2 separate regions of the Mus musculus genome follow, and region 1 is linked to region 2. Evidence: chromatin contacts called from public HiCAR-type data. All regions are on one chromosome and are shown on one strand. The core of a region is the stretch at or near the end of the contact, and the rest is flanking DNA. Distances in the headings are between cores, read along the strand shown.

Region 1 (3,619 bases), core at 783-3,282, 460 kb after region 2:
TTAGTGAGAGATAGTTGTCTCAAAAAATAAGGTAGAGAGAAATAAAGGAAGCGACTAGACATTGATCTCTGGCCTCTACATGTACATACACACATGTTCATGTATACTTATTTACATATGCATGCAAACACCACAGACACACCAAATTTAAAAAAAGCAATTAAGTGTGTAAGGTTGCTACATGTCCTTTCATAGCTCAGTAGCTCACTTTTCAAAAAATCCCTGATTAAAACAGTTATGTGGCTATACCTCCCATCTATTTAATATTTTTTGTTGCTTCTAATGTTTGATGATTACAAATGAAGCTGTTATACTACCTACATGTGCTGGTTTTGTGTATAGTGGTAAATATCTAGGAATTCAAATGGTGATTTTTTAAAAAGTTTTATGTATGTTGGAATAGTTTTGTACAGCCCTGGCTAGTCTTGAACCTATTACACTGCCAAAGTATGACCTTAATCTCCTGGTCCTTCTTCCTCCACCACTAAGTGCTGGCATTACACTTGTTTGCTGTCACATCTTCTAAGACGTTGCTTAGTTCAGTAGCAAACTGACAAACTATTTTCCAGAGTATCTTTATTATTGCTCATTCCCACCAGCAATGAAAGTGATGTGCTGCTGTTGCTCTACATCCTCACCAGTATTTGGTGAATTATAGATTTTATAAATTTTGGCTATTCTAATAGGTGTGTATTGATATCTCATTGTTTTATAAATCTGCATCACCTAATGACAAATTATGTTGATATGTTCATATGCTCATTTGCCATCTGTATATTTCCTTTGCTGAGTCATATGTTCATAGCTTTTTCCCGTTTCTATTTGTGCTGTTTATTTTCTTATTGTTGAGTTTTAAGGATTTTTAGAAATCCTTTATCAGATATGTGTTTTGGGAATATTGTTTTTCAGTCTATGTCTTACCTTTTTATTCTTCTGACAGTATATTTTACAGAGAAATGATGCCAGTGTTAAAAAGATATATTTTACCTTTAAGTGTGTGTGTGTGTGTGTGTGTGTGTGTGTGTGTGTGCACATGCCTGAGTGCCTGCAAAGGCCAAGTGTCTTGGGTACTGGAAATCAAATTTGGAAGAGCTATGTCTCTATTATTTTTACACGTGGATGTCTAATTATTCCAGCATCTTTTGTTGAAAAGACCAGCACTCCTCCATTGAATTGTATTTGTTCTCTTATCAAAGGTGAGTTTACTATATTTGTATAGCTCTAACCTAAGTTTTGTATTTGATAGCATCAATTTATTTCCCCCATATGACTCTTGATTACTGTAATTTTAATAGTAAGTCATGAAATCAGATGTTGTTAGGCCTATACTTTTGTTTTGTTTTGTTTTTGATCAATATTGTGTTATCTAGTTCGGGTCTTTAGCCTTCCCACGCAAACTTTAAAAAATAGTAGAATCATTTTCTCCTCATTCGTACCACAATCAACTGCAGGTTGAGTGACTTTCTTACAGCTATTGACTCAGGCGTCCAGACTCCTTCCTTCTTGACACTACTTCCTTCAACATGTACCCTCCAAGCAGTATAGAGGAGATGTGCAATCCCAATGAAATAGAACAAAAACTCAGAACAATCTTGAAAGGTAGCCCTAAAGATCACTTAGACTTTGGTCTATTTTGTAGGTTTCTTAGAAGTGGCCAGAACTGCTGGTTCAAGGTTCAAGTGTGCAGATGGCCATCCCCTGGACCAGGTAGCCTGGCAGGGTCAGGGCCGGCAGTCATTTGTGTTGTAACTCCTGCAGGAGAGTGGACCCAATCTATCACTCTTGTTTCTTAACTCCTGCCTTTTCTACTGTGGGGGCTTTGTCCTTGAGTGGACATAAGCAGGCAAAATGCCCTTCTCCCGTCGACACGCCAGCATCTTCTCATATCATTAGGCCGGGATATGCTCGGAGACCACCTAGTGACTGACCAATCAGGCAGGGACACACTTAACTCAAACCAGTGGGTGGAAAGTGGCAGGCTCGTGGGCTGTGCCGTTGCCCCTTTAAGAGTGTCCTCCAACCGCACATGCTCAGTTCAGGTAGAGCCCGCGCACGCGCAGAGGTAGCAGCGGATGTTTACAGCGGCTGAGGTCCGTCCGAAGCGACAGAAGCGTCTGAAGAACTGCTCTCCGAGACTCAATACGGGGGCTGCTGAGCGCCGAGGTAGAGCCGTCTCTGCCCCTCGGCCCTTCCCTCCATATCCCTTCTCCAGCTCTGGTTACCCGTTCCCCAGCGTCCGTGTATCTTACCATCTCCGAGAGTTTCGAACCCCAGCGCCTGTCACCCCCGCCCCCCCATCTCCCTGCCCAGCACCTCCCTCCCCTCCAGCGTGCCCCCCCACCCCCCGCCTGTTGCTAATTCTGGGATCTGATTGCTCTAGTTCTACAACCTATTTCTAATTAAGTAGGAAATGTTTGCAATTAGCTCAAGGGCAAGTCGGGCATTGACCATGATTGAAACAAATTATACCTAGGGTGGATATTGGGAAGAAGGCAGAGTATCCTACAGAGGAGAAAAAAAAGACCCCTTTGGGGAAAGATCTAAAGTAGCTGGAGAGAACCCCTGGGGCCTGGACCCTTTGTTTCTTTATTAGGCCTGTGCCTCTGCCATCAACTCCGTCATCTTGAGTATCTGCCCTCTGCTCTCTTGGGCCCTGCACTGTTGTTCTCTGTTCTTATTGAAGACATTGCTAAAGTGGGCTCCATTACGTCTGGTAGGTTGTCTCTAGAACGAGGTATTTAAGAGGCTCAGCACTGATTATATATAAAGGGAATTGAAGTGGGCCCTCTTGAGGTGGTGGCATTTGGTCTCTCCTTTTGCCCTGGCTTTTCTCCATCCTCCTCTGAGACCTTGCTGGGAGACTTGGGAGAAGGGACTCATTTTTCTTTTTTTCTTTTCTTTTCTTTTTTTTTTTAATTTCGGTTAGTCCCAAAGCTTTTCCACGCACGAAACAGTAGGAATTGTCCCTAGTCAGTACATACTACTGGTCAGCTTTCATTCAGATGCAGACCACAAGTGATATGCATTTGAGGCACACCCTCCAAGAGTTCTGGTTTTCAAGACAAGAAGCCTTGGCTATTTTCCTCGTTCTGCTGGCAGGATGATGGTTTAGAATACATGTTCCTAGCAAGGTATCCCCTAAGAAAGTGACATCCACTTGACTGTGGGCCAGCTGTCGCAGTTTTTTCAAACGCAGTATAGATATGAAACAGGGTTCTTTAGTCCAGCTTCACTTGTGTTGTTGTTGTCCACTTGGGGTCCTGTGCTGCTCAGTTTTTTTCCTATGCCCTTTTCTTCTGTTGGCCTGTGCTAATCAGTTCTGAATGGGAACTGTAATAAGCATTACAGCAAGTAGCAAAGTGTGTATCGTAGGGTAGTAAAGGAAGGACAATCTCCTAAAAAATAGTTCTTTGCTTTCAGTTGGAATCTACTGCACTGCATTCTTGTGCAGTGATACTGTTTGGTTTGGAGAGAGTATTTTCAAGTATGTTTTAGGGCTTTCTTTCTTTCTTTTGACATGGTGACTGATCACATCTATCTCAGCAGCAAGTAGTGATGCTTCTATGCAAGGCAATATTAGATTGTCAGACAAAGCTAATACTAAGTACCACACTCTATC
Region 2 (3,562 bases), core at 954-3,453:
ATGCAACAGTCAGAATTCCCTGAAGCAAAGTGGCACCACACTGTAGAGAGACGAGAATGCTGTTGCTAGATCTGCCAAGGAGTCACAGGAAGTAACTGAGTGTAAGATGTAGGAAAGGGTGGGTTCTTCAGATGACTTCCCAGATTTAGAGCTTGGATGCTTGGTGGGTAGGGCAGAAGAGATTTTGGCAAACGGAAAATGTATCCAGGTGAGATAGAGGTTTCAGGAAATGAACTAGTAGGTAACGTATAGTCTTCCTGAGGGGTTGGTTAGGATAAAGATAGGAAGATGTTTCTGGGAACCTGTGATGTGAATTGGTGGTTTCTGGGCTCTGGTCATTGGTGGCAGATAGTAAGCTAAAGCAGGGAAATTGGTTACAATACAGCCATCTCTAAAGACAGAGTTGTCAGGAGTGTGCACAGCATGCTTGGGGAACTTGAGGGGACCTCAAGTCCAGGAGATCAGGCCCTACACAGGAACTAAGTTCTTGGGTAACCTTGGCTGGAGCCCACAACTTGGAATCCTCTGTCTCCTGCAGTGGTGGAACCAAGCACGGTGGACACTGGGACCTGCAGTTCTGCCTTTGCTGGCTGGGAGGTACACACACGGGGCATTGGCTCCAAACTCCTCGTCAAGATGGGCTATGAGTTTGGCAAGGGTGAGTGCCTGCTGCCCTGAGTTGAGAGGGAGTCCTTAACACAGCTCAAGGTCTAGCAGGTAGCACAGCCTCTGTCTTTCTCAGGTTTGGGCCGGCATGCAGAAGGCCGGGTGGAGCCCATCCATGCTGTAGTGTTGCCTAGAGGGAAATCACTGGACCAGTGTGCAGAGATACTGCAGAAGAAGACAAAGCGAGGCCAGGCTGGGTCCAACAGGCCTCCAAAATGCCGGAGGAGTGGTAGTAGACCTGAGGGCCGCCCACCCCCCCGGAATGTGTTTGACTTTTTGAATGAAAAACTGCAAAGCCAGGTTCCTGGGACCCCAGATGCTGGGGTGGATACCCCAGAGAGAAGGAACAAAGACATGTATCACGCCAGCAAGAGCGCCAAGCAGGCTTTGAGCCTGCAGCTCTTCCAGACTGAGGAGAAGATTGAGCGGACCCAACGGGACATCCGGGGCATCCAGGAGGCCCTAACCCGGAACACTGGCCGGTATGTGTGGGATCCAGCTGAGGCAGTATGGGCTCCAGTGGCTATGCCCAGAGGATACCTGCTAAAGGTTACCTGACCTGAGTAGCAGCTGAGTCTGAGGTGGTCTAGATATTAGAGGACAGGCATTGGCTATAGCAGCTGAGGGCTTGGAAGTGGGGAGCCAGGAGGCAATGCTGACCAGCAGGCTCTCCCTAGGCACAATATGACGACAGCCCATCTGCAGGAGAAGCTGGAGGGAGCCCAGCGGCAGCTGGGTCAGCTGCGTGCTCAGGAGGCTGACCTACAGAGGAAACAGCGGAAGGCAGACACTCACAGGAAGATGACAGAGTTCTAGCGGCCCTGCCTGTATTGTGGATAGAGCCCTGGGACCCAGCTCCAAACTGCCTTGGCAGAAAGACAGCTGTCACCCTGATGCCTAAACAGCACCTGGAAGAGGAACCAGCCCCTTCTTAGGATGCCCCTTAATTAGCCTTGTCAGCCTAGAGTGTGAACACTGCTGAGTAGAGGTGGGACATCAGGGCTGATTTTGAACACTTATCTGCCCACCAAGCCCACCTACCAGTGTCTTGGGGTGTCTCCTTAGGACATTAAAGTGATTTCATCACAATTCTCTCAGTGGAGACTCAGCTGGCTTCAGGATTTCTGGGGACACAGGGATCTGTGTAGGTCCTGGGAGTAGACAGGTGGGCAGTGGGAGTACCAAATGAGGCCACTGCCTCTGTCTAGGGTCCAAGAGTCCAAGAGAAAAACATTCTCCCTTTTCCCTTCTCTGACCAAGTGGGTAAGAACCTAAGGTGGCTCTTCAGTCCCAGTACTCACAAGCAGGTAGGGTGTGTGAGATGGAAACACCTTAGGAATACAGTCAGTGAGAAAAGCAGGCAGACCTGGCTTGGGTGGGTTTGGGGTTCATTTCTGGTTTTTGGCTGCCACGATAATCCATCCAGTTCACCTGCTTTGTTCACCTCATTAATGGGTATCTGCCTCATTGGGGTGGAGGGGACTGTGCTGGTCTTTGTGGTAATTGCCTAGTGATAGCATTAGCCATGATGAGGTGTGAGGAGAGCAGAGACTGTGGGAGCAACTGCGCAAGAGCTGTGTGGCTGCTGGGAGGTGCTCTGAGAAACACAGGAAGTGAGGTGAGGCGTCACCAGCAGCCCACAAAGATCTTCCTGGCTGTCCTAGACAGGGCCAAGCAGCAAATCCCCGGTGGCCTCGGTAAGTGCTCCCTCACCCTTTATCCTGGGCCAGCCCCCAAGCCTCTCCATGCTCTGGGGTCTGGGAGGGTTAGTCCCTGCCTGGTTAGGCCATTGATAACTTGGCTGTAGCCAGGTTAGTCAGCTTGGGCCCACTCAGTGAAAGAAGCCTACACTCCAAGCCTGAACAGACAGGCCCTCACCTCAGAAGGCTGTTGTTCACCCCAATTTTACTTACCTTTAACGTCTGGGTGAGACCCTAATCAGCTCTGCAAAGGGTAACTCCAGGGAAGCCCCAGAGCCCCGGGAAGTGTGGAGTAGGGTGGGAGTACGTGGCCCTCATAGCAGCTCCTCCTGTTCATTGACACACACCTCCCCCACCCACCCTTTCTGTAGTGAGTAGTCTAGGAAGATTGCCTGACACAGGGGTCACTCTGTGGGCATTGGTGGCCGGAGGTGAGACCTGTGGTCTGTGGCTCAGAGTCAGAGTGAAGTCAGAGATTCCCCAGGTGATGGGCTTGAGCTCCAGTTATACACCCTTGTTCAGTTGAGGTCATAGCTACCCTGGCCATGCTCCTCTATCTCCATCTCCATTCCTGATAACTAACAGGGATAGGCAGAGCACTTCTTACCAGGAACCCTAGCTAGAGAGGGAAAGGTGGGTCCCCCTAGAGCACGGCAAAAATGCAAGGCTTGGGGGTTTCCGGTGTGCTGAGTCAACCAGGGAGAAGGAACCCACTAGTGGGCAAGATCTGCAAGTAGGCTGCAGCTGTACACTGCTCTCGCAGCCAGCCCCCAGTGCTCATCTCTTCTGTCCCCAGGGCTCTCTTCCCTGTTTCACAGGATGAGGCCACCAGTGCCTTCAGCCCCACTAGCTCTCTGGGTCCTGGGCTGCTTCTCCCTGCTCCTTTGGCTATGGGCACTGTGCACAGCCTGCCACAGGTATGTGCCTGGGATTCTGTCTGCCCTCACCCTGCATGGTTCAGAGCCAGAAGTCACGATAGAGAAGTCCATATGACGGCTCTATATGTGCTTCCACACTGAGCCTGGGCCAGCATCTGACTACCTGTGCACCTTCCTCTGCCTACTAGACTAACAACACTCTTGCCCCCAGGAAGAGAGCTCAGAGGCAGCAAACTGGGCTGCAGGACAGTTTGGTACCAGTGGAAATGGTGAGTGCCAGACTGTCCCAGGGGCCAGGGTGAAGACAGCAGGGAATCA

What was found. HiCAR-type assays count read pairs that join an accessible place to other places.
Region 1: a HiCAR-type map of astrocytes shows a contact between it and region 2, with 2.8 times the contacts expected there. The contact joins the promoter of Pcmtd2 here to the promoter of Lime1 in region 2. A contact is called at or near these places in 1 of 39 promoter capture datasets (pre-B cells), 2 of 484 Hi-C or Micro-C datasets (CD8 T cells and neural progenitor cells), 1 of 115 datasets of contacts at active chromatin or transcription factors (astrocytes) and 1 of 9 other capture datasets (liver).

What each region holds. Positions count from the first base shown.
Region 1 is chr2:181,835,822-181,839,440 of GRCm38.p6, forward strand. It overlaps Pcmtd2 (protein-L-isoaspartate (D-aspartate) O-methyltransferase domain containing 2), which reads left to right and starts at 2,033. Exons shown (of 7, transcript NM_153594.3): 1 at 2,033-2,163.
Region 2 is chr2:181,379,032-181,382,593 of GRCm38.p6, forward strand. Lime1 (Lck interacting transmembrane adaptor 1) reads left to right here and starts at 2,204. Exons shown (of 5, transcript NM_023684.2): 1 at 2,204-3,283; 2 at 3,456-3,513. The coding sequence starts at 3,186. Zgpat (zinc finger, CCCH-type with G patch domain) reads left to right here. Exons shown (of 6, transcript NM_001048148.1): 4 at 539-658; 5 at 743-1,148; 6 at 1,344-1,762. The coding sequence ends at 1,482. It also overlaps a transcript of Zbtb46 not described here.